6 separate regions of the Mus musculus genome follow, and all the other regions are linked to region 2. Evidence: chromatin contacts called from public Hi-C, HiChIP or PLAC-seq, Micro-C and promoter capture Hi-C data. All regions are on one chromosome and are shown on one strand. The core of a region is the stretch at or near the end of the contact, and the rest is flanking DNA. Distances in the headings are between cores, read along the strand shown.

Region 1 (2,700 bases), core at 144-2,643, 210 kb before region 2:
GCTTGCACAGCAAGGAATTATCTATGGAGTCATTTCCCAACGCTAAAACATTATGAAACATTTTTCTTTTTTTTTTTTAATTAAATTTGTGTGTATCTATGTGTACATACATGGGTACAGTGTGTATACTTTAGCCCACAGGTCAAAAGAAGATGTCAGATTGCCTGCAGCTTGAGTTACAGATGGTGTGAAACACCTGACATGGGTGCTAAGACATGAACTTTGACCTCCAGGAAGAGCAACAAGTGCCCTTAACTGCTGAGCCTTCTTCTCCAGCCCGGAAATGGTATTTTAAAGACCATGCTGTGAATGGTACTAGTGTCTCCAGAATGAGGTTTTTTTGTTTGTTTGTTTTTTGAGACTGGGTTTCTCTGTGTAGCCCTGGCTGTCCTGGAACTCACTTTGTAGACCAGGCTGGCCTCAAACTCAGAAATCCACCTACCTCTGTCTCCCAAGTGCTGGGATTAAAGGCGTGCGCCACCATGCCTGGCCAGAATGAGTTTTAAAAGCCTCACTTATCTAAAAATGAACCTGAACGGAAATGTGCTAGTGAACTCTGAGACTATAAGAAGCGTGGAGACTGGGAACTGCAAGTAGAGCAGGTGGCTTGGTGGTGGGGCACTTACCTAACATGGGTGAGGCCACTAAGCTCAATTCTGAGCACCAGAAAAAATACACAGAAGCTGGGAACTGGGGGGTGTTAACTTGGCCGCTTCCCAAAGATGCCCTCCCACCTGTCAAATCACTCCTTCTCAATCTCCAAGATAGAAATAACGACACCTGTGTCACAGGGTCCCCTAGACACCTACAGTGCTGACCAACCAGCTCTTACCTTGGAAATGGCAATCTGGTACAAAATTGCCCATAAACACTGGCCTGTACTCTGCCATGAACAGTTCATGTTCTGGGATCTGGGAAGAGCAGCTTTTAGTTACAATTACTTTAATGTTTCCAGGTGCCTACCACCCAGCTCTAATCTGAGCAAGACTTGATGTGTTTTAAGAATCTGTCATTTTGACTCCTAAAGACAGAGCACTCCTTAGAGAGCCTGCATGGTACTTCTGTTCAGTGTGATGTTATCCTTCTCAAAGAACCAGCCACTCTCCAACAAGTCTTCATTCCTTACAGCTTTTAAGAGTTAGGACCAGCTAAGTGGAAGACAAAAATCCCTTGTATATGTACCCAACTTTTTGATATTTCATTTTTTATATAAATACTAAGAAACTTTATAATCCCTCTTTGGCATTTGTCTTCAAATGGTTTATTTAACCTTCTGCTTTTATTGAAGTTGAAGTTGTCATAACCATTCTCAACCTACAAGAAACAAGAGTGATACCTGCAGGTTGGCCCTTCGTACTCAGATCTTTCTGGGCTAGCTTCCAGGCCTTCCTTCCCTTTCTAAAGGTTGCCAAATGGTTATGTAAATGAGCCAGCTGGCTTCTGAGTCACCAGTTCTGTTTCCACCTTCTCCATTTCAAATGTGAACCTGGAAGTCCTCTCCAAACCCTTAACAGCAGTCAGAATTTTTAGTCACTCCTAAACATGGCAACTGGACAGCTGACCTCCCTCACTACAGGGGAGTGGCTACTGACAACTGTTGTTCAAATACTAATTTCTATAAATTGTCTGCTTGGTAACTCAAAGTACGTCTCAGTAAACCTGCTCAAGATTCCTACAAGAAGACAATCTTCAGGCTCTGCAGCAGGCAGGCCCGGGCACCGTGGCACACCGTGGCACACACCTGTAATCCCGGCCATAGCAAGGATGATGCAGGAGGACGGGGAACACGGGGAGCTTGGGTTACACTGCAAAACTCTCAAGCAAGCAGGCAAACAAACAAAAACCAAGTCTGCTGACAAAAGCATCTTTAGCAACCACATCCCCTAAGTAGACGCCCTAAGAACAGAGAACCAAGTGATGAGGCCCTGAACACAGGCAGCTACAGCCTGGACAGCATTTCCTTCTCCAGGTCATTCATCTTTTGAGACTAAGGGAACAACATCAATAACAAAGAACAACAAATAACAAAAAGTACCAAGCAGACATTCTATATTAAGGAATAACTTGAGGTTACAGGCAATGGCATCAGAGAATTCATACAAACTCCAGAATTGACAGGGAAGGACACCCCATGACACTGGACCTCACATCCTGAGCTGCATCCTGAGCATCCTCCAAACACTTCCGTCTTGGCACTAGCACCTTGTCCTTCCCTTCCCTAGCTGCTTCGTCAGTATTACTCTCCAGAGTACAGCAGCCTCATTTAAAGCATTTGGCTGATAAGATAAACTCATGTTTTGTTTTGTTAACTACATGCTCCTTAACTGATGGGGTTACTTGCTGAAGGCCAACGTGAACTCTATGGTGGCCTGTCTTTGAGAGGATGGGCAACCACAGACATGATCAGAAGTAACAGGGCCTTAGGAAGATGGAGTGCAGTGCTACCTGGGGATGCAGCACTGTGGACAGCGAGCAGCAAGCAAACTTCTTTACCTGCGAAGTCTGACAAAATACTGGACACAGTATAATTTCATTCATATATATATATATATATATATATACACACACACACACACACACATATATATAATTGCACACACACACACACACACACACACACACACACACACACACGTAAAATAGTGGTCCTCCATTGGGTACAATATTGGGTACAATTCAGTCGCCGGAGACTTACTCTAT
Region 2 (2,700 bases), core at 86-2,585:
AGTGCTGGGATTAAAGGTGAGCGCCACCACTGTCCAGCTCTTGGGAGATTCTTAATGGGGGAGGTAAGTCGGGTCCAAGATGATCTCTGGGCACCTTGGGGGGGCGGGAGAATTAAGTCATCGGTCTCCAGAGAGACCAATGATGTCTCAGGGGAAAGACGCCAGTGGGTAAGAGAGAAAAGGGCTGTCTAAGGGAGACTTAATTTCTGACCAGGCACGGGTTGGTCCTGAGGCTGTCTCTGGAGCATCTTCAGCTCTCTCCATGATGCCCCTCTGTTTCTCAGCGAACCCCTCAGGCATGGAAGGGACATCACAGATGTAGGCAAGTCTCTAGGACCAAAAGGCAGAGAACCCAGGCAGATCTCCTCAGGCCACACAGGGTGTCCTGGGTCCAGTACACACGCCAAGAGCTCGGCTCTAGGAGAGGCAATCAGAGGTCCACAGGGAGAGAAGAAGCAAATGGCCCTGGGTGAGATGGAGAGGTAACCGGAGGCCTTGGCTCTAGGCCAGAGAGTCAACTCATCACTCCGAAGCTCTCAAAAGCAGCCAGATCTGGATTAGATGGATATCAGGCTTGAGGCTTGAGCCCCCAAAGAAGCCCTCTTCCTCAAGGACCCCTTTACCGTGGTGCTTTGGACCACGGGAGTCAGCACTTGGGCCCTCCTCTGAGGATTCATTACTGGGAGATGCTGGGAACACCAGATAACCCTCAGAACCTCAGACTATCCCCTCCTCTCTGAGCTATCTCTCCCCTTCCCATGAGCCAGGCAGCCACTGCAGGATCAGTGTAGGAGAAAAGTGCCCTAGTCTCCCACGATGTTCTCGAATCCCAAAGCCACTCGGACTATGCGGGGTGTGAGCTCAAGTCCAGCTGAACCTTGACGTCTCTGAATCGACCTGGCCTAGCTGCCCACGGTCTCCAAGTCAAGCCAAGCCAAGCTCAGCTCAGGGACTTGCACACCCCAAACCTATCTCACCAACTCTTCCCCAAAATCCAGCACGCGACCCCGAGTCTTCCACGCCAGGAGCAGCCCAGCAGCCCAGAACCAAGGTCCACGCGAACCGGACACCCCCCACAACTCCTGTCCGGGTCCAAGCCAGTGAACAGCGGGACGCGGGCCTCAGCTAAAGGGGACGCCCAGCTCGCCAGGAACCAGCCAGGATGCCATCGCCGCCCCGCTGTCGGGACCGTCGGGGTTGCATGGAGCCACAGCGGGCTGCGGGAGTACTCACCGTCGCTCCCGGGCTCCGAACGGCCGGGCTTAGGATGCACCTCCCGCTAAGGCTCCAGCTCCAAGTGCGCTGGGCTGAGCTCTACGCTCGAACCTCAGGGCTAGCTGCCGGGGCGGCGCGCGAGGCTGGGGCGCCCAGGCCAGAGGGCGGGGCCCGCCGCGAACCAATACAGAAGTGCGGGGGCTGCGGGCCCCGAAGAAACAGCCAATCAGAAGCGTCGGTTAGACTCCCCCCCACACCTCCGCGGGCTCCTTAACCCTTGGCATGCTGGAGCGCTGGATACTCTAGCTGCCCCGGATACCGGTGGGTCCAGGGGTGCGGGCCCGAACCTCCAGCTTGGCGTGCCTAATCTACACCTCGCCGGGACCCTCTCGAGGGACAGACGGAGCCGGTGTCAGGTCCACCTGCGCCCAGTTGGGGTTCTGGGAGCCTAGGCGACCTTTGTCTCCTGCCTGGTGCCTGCACTGTAGTATGACCCTGGGCACTGCAGCTGTGGGGTGTGTTTGTGTGCAAGAAGGAAGAAGGGCAGAGAGGAGAAGACAGAAAGGGGGGGAAGGGATGAGTTTCGAATGCCTGTGTGTTTATGTGGAAAGATAGAAGACTATATTTGGGGATTGTTAGTGTGTGTGTGTGTGTGTGTGTGTGTGTGTGTGTGTGTGTGTACACCAGCGCAGGCGCGCGATTCAGAGAGGGGAGAAGGAAAGAGAAATGGAATGGAATGAAGGCCCAGTAGGCGGGGGCACTTAGACCTCCAGTAGAGAAACTTTCTCTTTATGCCCGCTGCGCAGGTGCAGAGGAAGAAAGACCAGGAAACTGTACGTACTGGGTGAGCCGTGCATTTGTGACCTGTTGGGCACGCATGTGGGTGTAGTAGAAAGAGGCTTTGTGCCCCTGTTGTGAAAGAGTAGCCGGTGAGTGAATCCCGTTTGGTGTACATGTGTGTTCGAGCATGCAGCTTGAGACACACACACACACACACACACACACACACACACACACACACACACACACGGCAGAGATTTACCACAGCGTTGTAGGTGGCTCAGTTTGTGAGTAGAGAGGTCAGTGTGTCCTGTGTGGTAAATGTGTGGCTGGTTTGTTTTTTGTTTTTTAAGATAGGTCTTGGGGCTGGAGAGATGGCCAAATGGTTAAGAACATGTATTGCTTTTGCACAGGTGTGATGGGGGGGGGAATCGGGGGGGGGATCCCAGCACCGGTATCATTTGGCTCACAACTACCTGTAACTCCAGCTGCAAGGGACCCAATGCCCTATGCTGGCGTCTACAAACATCTGCATTCACATGTGCACATACTGCACCCCAGACAAACACATACATGTAGGTAAACAAACAAACAAACAAACTGCCAGACAGTGGTGGTGGCGCACGCCTTTAATCAGGCAGCAGAAGCAGGAGGATCTCTTGAGTTCGAGGACAGCCTGGCGTACAGAGCAAGTTCTAGGACAGC
Region 3 (2,700 bases), core at 143-2,642, 130 kb after region 2:
TGATCTCTGAAATACTCTTGTCCACTTGCAGCAGAGATGCCCAGAGAATGAGGGTGCCTGGCCCACGTCCCACAGCAGAAGCCGCACGGGACTCTGCCCGGCGCTTGCGCATTCGCGCACCCTGCACCTGCTGCTTCTGCGGTGGGCTGTATGCGCACGGTGCTTCTTCTCCTTTTCCTACCCTGTTCCCCGTGGCTCCAGAGGGGAACCCGGTGTGACAGAGGCCCAAGTGAGGGCAATCCAGGGCCACAGTCCCTGCCCACACCCAGAGCTCCAGCCTGAGGGTGGGGTGGGGGCGGTGATGCCGGCAGCATCCATTCTGAGAGCTCTGGATGGCTCCGCCCTGCGGAGACAGCCCAGATGGGCGGGCCCAGGGCTTGGAGGGAGGGGCGCCAGGGGCTGGGGTGGCTGTGGGGCAGAGGGCCAGCTGCCTGGATGTGGTGCGGCATCTTCTTGTGCTTCTGAGGCCTCCTCTGCAGGGAACGGGAGATGAGACTCAGAGGAAGATGGCAACAGCTTCTCCTCCCATCCCACGGGCATCCCTAGCTCGCCCCATGTTCCATGCTCGCCCAGTTCTTTTGGCTCCATCAAGCTCCCTAACAACTCATAGGCAGAGTTGAGGCAGCACTGTGTGCCCACTGCACAAATAGGGAACCCAAGGCTAAAAGGTGTCAAGAGTAGTCCAGGCCCGCAGCCACCGAGGCTGGAGAGTCCTGCCCAGCCCGGGGGGCTCTCATCCCCTCCTCCACCCCAGAGGATCCAAGTGAGCACCAGCTGACCTGCTCAGTCCCGCCTGCTGATGAGGTGACAGCTAGCAGCCCTGTGGGGACAGATGCAGCCGGAGGTGGGGGCAGGAGACACAGGAAACCAGAAGTCACTGGAAGAGCCCAGTCCTTCTGGCCTAGTGGGGCACCCCAGCCATTGGGTCCCTGGGTCCCTGTCCCCAACCGGCTCTACCCTCTCCCAGGAGGAGTCCCCGTGTACCATCTGGGGTGTGTGCTGCTCAGATGTTTCCAGTTGGATCTTGATCTCGGGACACGCAGGGTCCCCCGACTTGCCGACGTCTGGGTGGGGTGACCGTGTGAGGCCTGGGAAGGGGGGCAGGAGGGAGCCACCTCACTGGCCAAGAGGAGGCACCAAGGAGATGCAGGCATGGATGGGTGACTGGCACTGGGGTTCCCCCACCCTGCCTGGTCCCTCCCTTAGGGGTCTTCACCCTCAATTCACCTCCCAGCTACCCTCTACCATCCTCTGGATCACCGCCCCACGTAAGAGGCTGTCACATCAGGCTCCCATATTCGGCCCCGCCCCCTTCCCAGCACAGCTAGCCTGGTACTTGGGGAGCTTGGCCCCGCCCCTCTCCCAGCACAGCTAGCTTGGTATTGGGGAGCTTGGCCCCGCCCCTCCTCCAGGACTCCTAGCTTGGTATTGGGGAGCTTGGCCCCGCCCCTCCTCCAGCACTGCTAGCCTGGTACCTGGGGAGCTTGGCCCCGCCCCTCCTCCAGCACAGCTAGCTTGGCATTGGGGAGCTTGGCCCCGCCCCTCCCCCAGCACTGCTAGCCTGGTACCTGGGGAGCTGCCCCCGCTCGTGGTGCTCACGCTGTCGTCCAGCCATGTGCTGTAGAGGAAGGAGTCCCGCTTATGGGGAGTTCCTGAGGACGACACGCTCTCCTGGGGAGGGGGGGGAGGTCAGCCCCACCCACAGCCCCGCCCCACCCCCCTCCTTTGTTCGGGCAACACACACATCTGCAGATGTTCTCCTGGTCTGGGTCTCAGAGGCCAACAGCCTGTGAAGGCCCCTGCACCTCCACTCTAGGAGGCCAGCAGGCAGGGCCTGTGTCTGCCAAGGGACAGGCCAGGCCAGTTGCAGGTACCCATTGGATGTATGTTTGATGGAAAATGGCTAAGATGCTGAAGACCAGGCCCAGGCCAGAGGGAGGGGACGAGTCTGGCCTGGCCAAGGGGGAGGGAACAGGCAGGGACAGGAGACCAGCAGGTGCAAAGGCCTGGGGTGGGGCCAGCCCACCACAGTTAGGGACTGCAGAGGACCTCAGAGTGGCTGAGGAGGTAAGAGACATGGGACAAGGAGCACCTGGGCCCTCAGGGGTCTGTCTCTGTGGACAGCATGGGGGAGCCATGGAAGGCTACGATCTGTCTGCATCTCCTGCAGGCTGGGACACCCTTGCCGCCAACATGTCAGCCAATGCACCTCCAGAGGCCTGAGAGAGCCCTGTCCCACCTCCATGGGGCCCTAACCGCTCGGGTATCTCACCAGGCCTGTATCATCCCCGTCTACGCCCTCCGTCTCCTCCACCACGCTGGTGAAGCTGCTGGCGCTGGAGGAAGATCTGGAGAAGCCCTGCAGCACTTCCGTTCTCTGGGCAGCCGACTCCACTCTGCCACACAGTGCCGTGAGCCATCAGCCGTGGGCACTGTGCCACAATCCCTTGTCCCCTGCCTTCCCCAAGGAAACTCAGCCTGGAGCCAAGCAAGCACCCTGGGACTCCCAACACAGCTCGTCCAGCCTCTCAGCTCCCGTGGACTCCCAGTGACGCCCTTCCCATTCCTTGATAGATCCCTCCATGCTCAAACACCCTCTCGAGGCTCCCCATCTGCCCCCAGGAAACGTCGGGAGCGTCGGCTTGGTACTCAGTTACTGTGGAACTCAATGGCTTACTCCTTGGTCCCTGAGGCAGTGCT
Region 4 (2,777 bases), core at 200-2,699, 210 kb after region 2:
GCAGAGTTCATCCTAAAGCCCATGTCCAGCCCCACATTTAGACCACTGCTTACACTGATTGCCACACAGCCTGGTCCTTCCTCACCACGCCACCAATAACTTCCTTCTTCATCTACCAACCCTTTGTTTAAGAGTGCATCTCTATGTAGCATGCTGGCAGGTAACTTTGGAGGGCGTTCTGGGTGCCAGGCACGTGAGCAGAATCGGTTTGTCTGGCTACAGAATGGACAACCAGAAACCTCCTTGGCTCAGTGCATCACCCGCATTTCCCACCGCAGTCTAAGAAAGCATCCTTTCCTAGTTCGTTACTGACTGGGGCATAACCTGAGTAGATCAAATTTTATTCCTATTAATTCTTTTCTTTCTTTTCTTCTAGAAACATTCCTTTTATATATGGTCTAATTACCATTTGCCCATTTTCTCTGTAGTTTTGTTAAGTTTTATAGAAAAAAAAAGTTTGGTTTTAGACTGAACTGGCTTTGAGTTCACAACCCTCTGTTTTCAGTTTTCCAAGGGCTGGGACTGAAGGCATGTGTTACTGTGTGCAGTTATTTGTAGGCCATTTTAGAGCTTTCTGGGGCTGCCTACAATATTCCCTTAGTTTGTTCAAAGACACCCCTTGTTCTCATGTTCAGTTTGGTCCTCAGCTGGCATGTGACTGTCTACTGATACTATGAAGTGTCAAAGCTTCTGAGGGCTCCAGTCCTGGGCACCAGAGGAGTCGGAGGTCTTAGGAGATAACTGCCCCTTTCCTAGCAGTAACTCACTCTTTCCAGTTAGCTTGTTTCCCTAGACATGGATTCCTCTGGCACTGGGCTGCTGAGACACACACACACACACACACTTGCAGGCATGCCGCCACTCTTCTGTTTGTTATAACCTTTGTAGTACAAGTTCTTCCAAGTGCTGAAATGCTTCCTATAGCTACTATCTGAGGCACCCAGTGGACAAGGGGTGACACAGACATGAAGGGAATGGGTGGCAAGGACCACAGGGTGCACAGTTTGTCTGATTCTCTCTCTCTCTTCCTGCTCCTGTGTTAAGTCACTCACACCTTCTCTTGACCTCTTACATGGCTAACAAAGTTCACCTTTGTACCAGTTCCCCCTGTTATTAAACAATGGCTATGTTCCCTGCTTCCCACTTCCCAACCTTTACCCCACACTAGGACCAATACTGAGAGGTTCTCTACCTTAAGAGCATGCACCTTTTCCAAGGTTAAAATGTAAACCCCGGGCACCTCCGCATCTATCCACAACCCTTTCTATTAGGTCCACCACCAGGTCCTGAAAGCAGACTGGTCTTTACCTTGCATGACATCATCCATTGCAGCGTAGTCTGCAATTGGTTCATCAGCCTAGAAAAACAAATGGAGACAAGTCAGAGCCAAGCGGAAAGACAGGCGGAGGGAGGAGCAGGTGAGTCACATCACCCTGAAGTCTGGGCCTGTCCCATAGTTCTCACCCTTCTACTGTGTCTCAGCCTCCAGGGAGCACAGTGACACTCCCAGGCTGGAGAGTTTTCTATTTGGGAAAGAGGCACCTGTTCCCTCAGGGCCAGCAGCAGTGTTCCTCATCTACTCAGTGTTGCCTGTCTTGTACACACAGCTGTCACTGCAGGAGGAGCCCCGTTCAGACTTAACAGACGCCTCCCAATTGTGGGTCTAGGCTCCTTAACTCAAAGAAATGGCATACTGTATGTGGCAGAGCACTGCTCTCTTCCCCGAAACACATCTTGCATGGAAAGATGTGAAGTAGCCATACTGAAGGGGAGAGTAACTGCAAAGGAAAAGAGGTTGATGGACAATCCACAGAGAGCACTGTTAACCTGCTACGGGACCCTTGTAACAGCTGTTCTAGAGGCAGAACAAACAGTAAGTAGATGTAGCCTAGAGCATCATTCTGCAGACTCCAGTTCTGGGCGGAGCCAAGAGTCAGCATGGGGGCCTGCTCTGTTGTGCCACCTTAGCTCACTGAACCAGAACAAAACCATGCCCACCCCAGGGCAGACACCTCTGGATTTAATCTACCACACAATGTGTGGCACAGCAGGGTTCATCTAGCCACCAAGAGACAAAACGAAGAAAAGGGAAGTCACAAAGTAAGCTTTTGGGGAGCAGAGGATGGAGCTAATGAGGTCTCAGAAGACTTTCTCTAAAACACACTCAACACCTGCTAAATCCAAAGCCAATTTCCATCCTGGACAGGTGTCACCTTAGTCCACTGGGGTTTCCCTCACATCTGAACCAAGCGCCTTAAGCCCGCTCCCTTCCTCACTCGTGGAAACAGGGTAGCTCTAATTCCAAAATTCACTATGTCTAATTTTCTTTCTGAGCTTGCAGAGGATATCTGAAATAACCAAACTTCCATATCCAAAGTCCTTTGATGGGCCACAGTTACAACACTAAAAATAATGCATGAAATTACCTCCACACTGTATATATGGGGTATACACAAAATATATCTCACGTCTATGCAAATACTTAAAAATCCAGGGTCTCTGTCTGGCCCTCAGGCATTTGGTCAAGGGAGCTTCAGCCCACACCCCTGGACGCAACAGCAGAGGCCAAGCCACTGAGCTGTGCCTGCCCAGGAGAAAACAGCCTAGAGGGGACTAATTAAATCACAAGAAGCCCTAAGCTCCTCAGTGAGAGTTCCACACTTGTGTGTCCTGGTTAGGTTTTTGTCAGTTTGACACAAGCTGTAGTTATCTGGGAAGAAGAACTTCAATGGAGAAAATACCTCCATCAGACAGGCCTGTAAACAAATCCTTGATTA
Region 5 (2,737 bases), core at 19-2,518, 170 kb after region 2:
AATCCTTTCTTTCAGCGTAAATACTCACAGAGGCAGAAAACATCCCCAGAGAGCCTCGGCGCCGTAGTTTCTAATGATAGCACTGACATGATCATGGGTCATGGAAGGCCCAGCGGCAAAGCAGGTTGAGAAATGCCACAAAGTAACTGAGTGGAAGCCAGAGTGGGCATTTGAACCTGGGTCTGTCTAACTACGAGGTTCAGAGCTTTCCTGGCAAAGGGTGCAGCCTGAGCATCCGCAGGATGTAGGGACAAGCAAGACCGAGCAAGAACCAACCTTGAACAGGTGTGGGTGCTATGCACGGGATTCATGGCAATCATTTGCCTAGGCCAAACTGCAAAACCATAGCCGTCCAGGCTCAAAATCTACCTCGGCAGGACCTAACTCTGGTCTCCTGAAGCTACAGAGAAGCTTCCTGGCAAAAGGTGTCTCTCGTAGGCCCCTTCCAGGGGTTGCCCTTTTGTACAGCATGATGGGAAGGGTCAAGGAGAGTGGCTTCGGCTAAGCTGGAGGGTGAAGGGAGCCAGGATGCAAATATGCAACCCTGCCTAGGAGGAGCTGCCTCAGAGGGCTCCCTTCTCTTACTGAAGAGCTGTGTGTGTGTGTGTGTGTGTGTGTGTGTGTGTGTGTGTGTGTGTGTGTGTGTGTGTAGGAGGGTCAGACCCCAGAACACACACAGGCTCGGGCAGCTCAGACCCTTTGGAACGTAGCTAAACTGCTTAGCAGTGCAAGGGACCACTTCAAGGGCAGGGAGCTGCCTGTCACTGGGAACATACAAGAGGATGTGACAAGTGGGCCAGTAAGATGGCTCAGCAGATAAGGGTGCTTGCTGTCCAGCATGGAACCTGTGTCCCTTCCCGCCCGACCCCCCAAGGACGCATCTCACGGGAGGAAAGAACTGCTTCCTGAAAGTTGTCCTCTGACTTCCACAAGCACGCTGTGGCGCTTCATAACTCCCCCCCCCCAACTAACTAAAATAAATAAACATAATAAAATTTTTTTAAAAGAAAGGGTGACGGGTCAATGGAGGCACAGGAGGCTCAAGAGGCCCATAAATTTAGTTGAAGGTAGAGATGTGTTTTTCTCACAAGGCCCCGAAAGCTTCTAGCAGCACTCAAGGGGATCACGAGCAGACGAAGCGGTTCCTTGCCAAGTGGGAGGCTACAAGAGGTGCTTCTCCTGCCAAGGACTCCAGGGGCTCTGTAACCTTTAAGATTCCTCAAAGCCAGGCAGCTGAGACTTCGTGCTACCGTAGGGCAGTGACTGACCTATCTAACCCCGGTCCCGCACCCATCTTACCTGCAGAACCCACTCGGTCCTGGCCTCTCCCAAGCTCACACCCACCTGTGGCCTCACGCCCCCTCAGGCTTCCAGTCACCTGCTCCTTACTGTCCATAGGACATACTGAGCACATTCCTGCCTCAGGACCTGCTGTTCCTGGATACCCCAAACTCTTCTCGTGTCTGGCTCCACCCCTTCCTCAAGTTCCAGTCTAAACACTAGATCTTAAAATCCTTCCAGAACGTTCTCTCCCCGCCTCAGCTTCCTCCTGGCCTGGGAACAATGCATGGCTTGTGGAATCACTGGGACAAAGCAGCTCATCTACCTGTGTGAAGGGCAGTGGGACGCAACCCAGAGCGGTCAGCCTCCTCTGTCACTCGTAAGCCTGCTTGTGACTTCAGTGCGAGGCAGAGGCAGATATCTGTCAGCTTATAATCCCTTTTTCCTATTCATTTCTCAAATGAGGATAACAAGGCCCAGAGAAGTACTGCCAGTCGTGGCCAAACAGAAATATCTCGGTTGGTCTCGTGTTTCACTGACTCCAGCACCTGGAACCCTGCCCACACACAGTAGGTGTTTAGTGGTCGCTGCAAACTCCTCGAACACAGTAGGTGTTTAATGGTTGCTGCTGATTCTCAATTCTCAGAAACCTGTAGGTACAAAATAGTTGCCTGAGGCCAAGTGGGTACATGGTAAATAATCATAGCTCCACTCCACTCTGGACAGCCAGGAGTGTGTGTGTGTGTGTGTGTGTGTGTGTGTGTGTGTGTGTGTGTGTGTGTGTGTGCTTCAGACTCCATCAGCTACCTCTGTTCTTGTATGTCTAGGTCTAGGAACTTAGGTCCCTCTCAGAATGGCTGCTGGGATGTATTCTTGCCCCTGTGTCCTATAGGATTCCTCAGTCTTGTTTAGCTGGGAGAGACAACACTTACTGCCTTGGCCAGCTCAACCTTGGTGTTGGCCCCACAAGGTCCCTGCCCAGAGCCGGGAGCAGGTGTGGGCTCAGGAGGCAGCTGCTGGCTCCCAGCCTGGGCTCTGCCAGCTGCCCGCCGGGGGCCTACCCACCAGATGCATAATAGATGAGGAGGCCCAGCGGGCTGTGCCTACTTGGCATTTCAAAACTGCTAATGAAGCCTGTGCCAGGTCCCAAGACCTCTGGCTTTATGACGGCTGAGAGGAGCCACTGAGGGCAGGGACCACCACCAAAGCCCACTTCACACCTGCTGCATCTGGAAGATTGAGCTGGCAGGCCCCGTTACCAATCACTGACTGCCTGTTCTGTCAGCCACTTGCCCTGCGTCTCCGTTCCCTCATCTATAAAGTGAGGCCCTGGCCACACTGTGGAGGGAACACATCTTGGTGGCAGGTGAGTCCTCCCTGTGAGACACTCGGCAATGACTCTCATTTGGGACACATTTGGGGCCACCTCCCTCCCTCTGCTCTCCCACAGCAAGGT
Region 6 (2,700 bases), core at 159-2,658, 130 kb before region 2:
CTTACTAAAGCCCTTTAAAAAAGATATACAGCGTTAACACCAGTCTTAGAAGAAGTGAGACTTCTGGGGGTACTGGGTAATGTGAGTTAACTTCCTCTTCCTTTAGAAAGGTCAAAGACAGGGAAGCGCCCAGTGTAACATTTCCTCCTTAGCCGGCTCCACCACAAGCCACAACACAACTCTAATTGCTTAAAAAAATAAAATACGATAAAATAAAATAAAACAAAACACTAGCGGGGGGGGGTGCTTTTTGTACACTTGCAGTAAAGACTGAAGACCCAACTTACCTCAGGAATGAGCTGATTCGTTTCCAACAGAAAATTTAGCAATAAACTTTGCTATGAATCCTAAATAATAATTAGAGAGGCTACCGAGCCCCGCAGAAGGCAGGGCCTCCCAACAGTCAGAAAAGCCTTGCCCGCAGGGCTGGTCCTAGGCACCAGCAAATTCTGCCCAAGAAAGGGGAGGGAGCAGCCAAGGGCAGGGTTCCCCCCAGATCCACAAGAGCTGCAGAGGCACGGCCCGGTGGAGCTAGTAGTGTTCACGGTACCGCAGAGGGTCCCGGGGTCCCCAGCAATGCTGTCACCGGTGCACCCCAAAAGCTCGGGTCAAGCCGGGAGCAGAGCGGCTGCCCGTCCCTTTTCTGGCCGGGCTATGACGGCAGGCAAGGAGGTTCCCACCGAGGGTCGCTCTGGACCGCCGGAAGGTGAAAAGGATACTGTTGGGGCGCCGGGGTCTGGAGGGCCCTGATGTTCGGGTGAGGAGGGGCCGCCGCTGCCGCTACTGCCGCCGCCGCCGCCGCTGCCGCCGGATGAGGAGGCGGTACCGCCGCCGCCGCCGCCGCTCCGGTGCCGGGTCCGGTTCCTGCTGCAGCCGCTGAGCCTGATTTCAGAGCCGGTTTCTGCGGTAAACTCATGGCAAAGCGAAGCCACCAACCCCCCCAGAGCGGGACCGGGCGCGCCGGGGTGCAGGGGCCGGGGGCAGCGGAGGGGCGGGATGGGGGCAGACCCGGGGAGGCGGCGGGAGCGGGGGGCCGGGGGGAGGCTGGGAGGAGGAGGAGGAGGGGGCCGGGACCGGTCACACACGCCCTCCGCCGCCGCCGCCTCCGCCGCCGCCGCCGCGGGCAGCAGCAGCCGCCCCGCGGGCCAGCACCACCGGCTGCCGGTCTCCGTGACAACGCGACCCCGGGGAGGGGGGGGCCGGACCCGGCAGGGGCAGGAGGCGGAGAGACCGGACCTTTCACGGCAATATCCTCATGGGCCGGCGGCGGGGGGTCTCTGTCCCCCTCCCCGGGGGAAGCGGCGCCCTTCTCGGTAGCGGGGCTCGGGCGATGCGGACGGATTTTCTTCACTCAACGAGCAGAGCATCCAACATGGCGCTGCGGCCGCCTCCAGCAGTCCGGCAGGACGGCCGCTCGGAGCTTTTCGGCCCTTTTCGGAAGGACTCGGCAGACCGAGGGTGGCAAGCTCTCTCGGCTATTTCCGGAGACCGCGAGCGGCCGGGCTTCTTCGGGAGCGCTCGGGAGCGCCTTCGGCCGCTGTTCGGGAACGCCGCAGGAGCTGACACTCTTTCTCGGGAAAGATCGGTGATCCGGGACGGCTGAGGATCTCCGCGGCGCGGTGCGGAGCTGAGGGAGAGACCGAAGGGCACGTCTGTAGGGAGAGAGCTCAGCCTCGAAGAACAATAGTAACGGCACCCGAGGCCGCGGTCCGTCGAGACCTGCCAAGCAAGCGTCGAGAGGCGGCGGAGCGGAAAAACCGAGGCGCTGCGGAGGGAACCGCTAAGCCAGAGCACAAACCGACAGTTAGGAACCCGCCCGCCTCAAGGACTTATTAACATAACAGATGCCACTCGCCGGCCCTTGACGTCGCCAGCCATGGGCATTATGTCGACACGTCGTCCTCAGATGCCCAAAGTGCGAAATGGAACGAGGAGCCCCATTTTGCAGAGGAGGCCCCGGAGAAGAAAAGTGACTGCCCCAAGGTCGCCTGGCTGGGAAGGGATGGAGCGGATTCAGAAACGGGATCCCACCTTCTCTAGGATGAACCTTACCCTTCTAGGATGCAAAATGGCCTGCCTTGCCAGAAACTGACCCTAAGCTCTGTAGAGTGGATATCTTCCCACAGTCTTCCCCAAGACTGGAGGGGCCTTTGACTACAACCTGTAGTCGGCTGCCCATCTTCTTTTGCTTGGCTAACTCCTGTGGATAAGGTCTCCTCCCCCCACATCCATTCACACTTTGCACACCACACCTGCGCCCCTCAATAGAGGCATTGTCCCCAGGACACAGTAACATTGACAGAAAAGGAGTCGCAGACACCTCCGAACTGTGCAGATATGGAGTACTGCATTAGCTCATATAATCCCAAGAAATAGGTAAATACCTATTCTTACAAATGAAGACTCTGGGGTCCAAAGAAGTTTAGCTATCATCTACACTATTAAAAAAAAATTTTTTTTGAGGCAGCTCAAAGCTGACAGGAGACTTTGCCAAGGTCACATGACCAACGTGGACAGAGGTAAAATTAGTGTCCTGTGTCCTGTGTGCTTGAGTTGCAAACGTTAGGACCCAAGTGCAGACTCCAGAATTCACTCAGGAAAAGTCTGGTGTGCGAGAGGTGTATACAGTCCCAGCATTGAGGTGAAGACCAACAGTTCCCTGAGGCTCACTGGTCACAGCCCACTCCATCTGATGAGTTC

Evidence for each region. Promoter capture Hi-C pulls out the DNA fragments that hold promoters and counts their contacts. Hi-C and Micro-C count contacts between places; a contact is called where the count stands out from the background. HiChIP or PLAC-seq counts read pairs in DNA pulled down with a chosen protein or histone mark.
Region 1: a Hi-C map of liver shows a contact between it and region 2, with 3 times the contacts expected there. The contact joins the enhancer-like site here to the promoter of Ece1 in region 2. A contact is called at or near these places in 1 of 39 promoter capture datasets (liver), 1 of 484 Hi-C or Micro-C datasets (liver), 1 of 115 datasets of contacts at active chromatin or transcription factors (pancreatic cancer cells) and 2 of 9 other capture datasets (adipose tissue and liver).
Region 3: a contact with region 2 is called in a promoter capture Hi-C map of stem cell-derived epiblast-like cells, with 4 times the contacts expected there. The contact joins the enhancer-like site here to the promoter of Ece1 in region 2. A contact is called at or near these places in 18 of 39 promoter capture datasets (the 3T3-L1 cell line, 3T3-L1-derived adipocytes, the C10 cell line and 10 more), 2 of 15 datasets of contacts at CTCF or cohesin (embryonic stem cells and large pre-B cells), 6 of 484 Hi-C or Micro-C datasets (the G1E-ER4 cell line, bone marrow-derived macrophages, cerebral cortex and 3 more), 12 of 115 datasets of contacts at active chromatin or transcription factors (bone marrow-derived macrophages, embryonic forebrain, embryonic midbrain and 7 more) and 3 of 9 other capture datasets (adipose tissue, liver and pancreatic islet).
Region 4: a FOXA1 HiChIP or PLAC-seq map of pancreatic cancer cells shows a contact between it and region 2. The contact joins the enhancer-like site here to the promoter of Ece1 in region 2. A contact is called at or near these places in 8 of 39 promoter capture datasets (the 3T3-L1 cell line, the C10 cell line, embryonic stem cells and 5 more), 3 of 115 datasets of contacts at active chromatin or transcription factors (embryonic stem cells, memory CD8 T cells and pancreatic cancer cells) and 2 of 9 other capture datasets (adipose tissue and pancreatic islet).
Region 5: a contact with region 2 is called in an H3K27ac HiChIP or PLAC-seq map of large pre-B cells, with 6 times the contacts expected there. The contact joins the enhancer-like site here to the promoter of Ece1 in region 2. A contact is called at or near these places in 13 of 39 promoter capture datasets (the 3T3-L1 cell line, the C10 cell line, the HPC-7 cell line and 8 more), 1 of 15 datasets of contacts at CTCF or cohesin (embryonic stem cells), 1 of 484 Hi-C or Micro-C datasets (embryonic stem cells), 2 of 115 datasets of contacts at active chromatin or transcription factors (large pre-B cells and pancreatic cancer cells) and 3 of 9 other capture datasets (adipose tissue, liver and pancreatic islet).
Region 6: a contact with region 2 is called in a Micro-C map of embryonic stem cells, with 9 times the contacts expected there. The contact joins the promoter of Eif4g3 here to the promoter of Ece1 in region 2. A contact is called at or near these places in 4 of 39 promoter capture datasets (liver, neural stem cells and pre-B cells), 4 of 484 Hi-C or Micro-C datasets (CD4 T cells, cerebral cortex, embryonic stem cells and 1 more), 6 of 115 datasets of contacts at active chromatin or transcription factors (effector CD8 T cells, embryonic stem cells, memory CD8 T cells and 1 more) and 3 of 9 other capture datasets (adipose tissue, liver and pancreatic islet).

Annotation. Positions count from the first base shown.
Region 1 is chr4:138,067,569-138,070,268 of GRCm38.p6, reverse strand. All of the region lies in intron 3 of Eif4g3 (eukaryotic translation initiation factor 4 gamma, 3), which reads right to left. Among named protein-coding and RNA genes, the nearest start is that of 1700095J12Rik, 70 kb to the left of the region's middle. Within about 2 kb of position 1,393, at least 56 of the 459 cell types and tissues checked have an H3K27ac peak or open chromatin away from gene starts, as enhancers often do. A contact at or near this core is called in adipose tissue and liver, where this site is marked.
Region 2 is chr4:137,860,915-137,863,614 of GRCm38.p6, reverse strand. Ece1 (endothelin converting enzyme 1) reads right to left here and starts at 1,335. Exons shown (of 19, transcript NM_001369179.1): 1 at 1,234-1,335.
Region 3 is chr4:137,726,648-137,729,347 of GRCm38.p6, reverse strand. It overlaps Rap1gap (Rap1 GTPase-activating protein), which reads right to left. Exons shown (of 24, transcript NM_001379234.1): 20 at 2,273-2,396; 21 at 1,569-1,671; 22 at 985-1,088; 23 at 780-820; 24 at 1-473. The coding sequence ends at 812. Among named protein-coding and RNA genes, the nearest start is that of Gm52682, 6.2 kb to the right of the region's middle. Within about 2 kb of position 1,392, at least 41 of the 459 cell types and tissues checked have an H3K27ac peak or open chromatin away from gene starts, as enhancers often do. A contact at or near this core is called in cerebral cortex, hippocampal neurons and stem cell-derived epiblast-like cells, where this site is marked.
Region 4 is chr4:137,651,538-137,654,314 of GRCm38.p6, reverse strand. It overlaps Usp48 (ubiquitin specific peptidase 48), which reads right to left. Exons shown (of 27, transcript NM_001355588.1): 25 at 1,309-1,357. Among named protein-coding and RNA genes, the nearest start is that of Rap1gapos, 54 kb to the left of the region's middle. Within about 2 kb of position 1,449, at least 33 of the 459 cell types and tissues checked have an H3K27ac peak or open chromatin away from gene starts, as enhancers often do. A contact at or near this core is called in pancreatic cancer cells and pancreatic islet, where this site is marked.
Region 5 is chr4:137,686,097-137,688,833 of GRCm38.p6, reverse strand. It overlaps a transcript of Rap1gap not described here. Among named protein-coding and RNA genes, the nearest start is that of Rap1gapos, 19 kb to the left of the region's middle. Within about 2 kb of position 1,268, at least 12 of the 459 cell types and tissues checked have an H3K27ac peak or open chromatin away from gene starts, as enhancers often do.
Region 6 is chr4:137,992,164-137,994,863 of GRCm38.p6, reverse strand. It overlaps Eif4g3 (eukaryotic translation initiation factor 4 gamma, 3), which reads right to left and starts at 1,408. Exons shown (of 35, transcript NM_172703.3): 1 at 1,237-1,408; 2 at 720-882.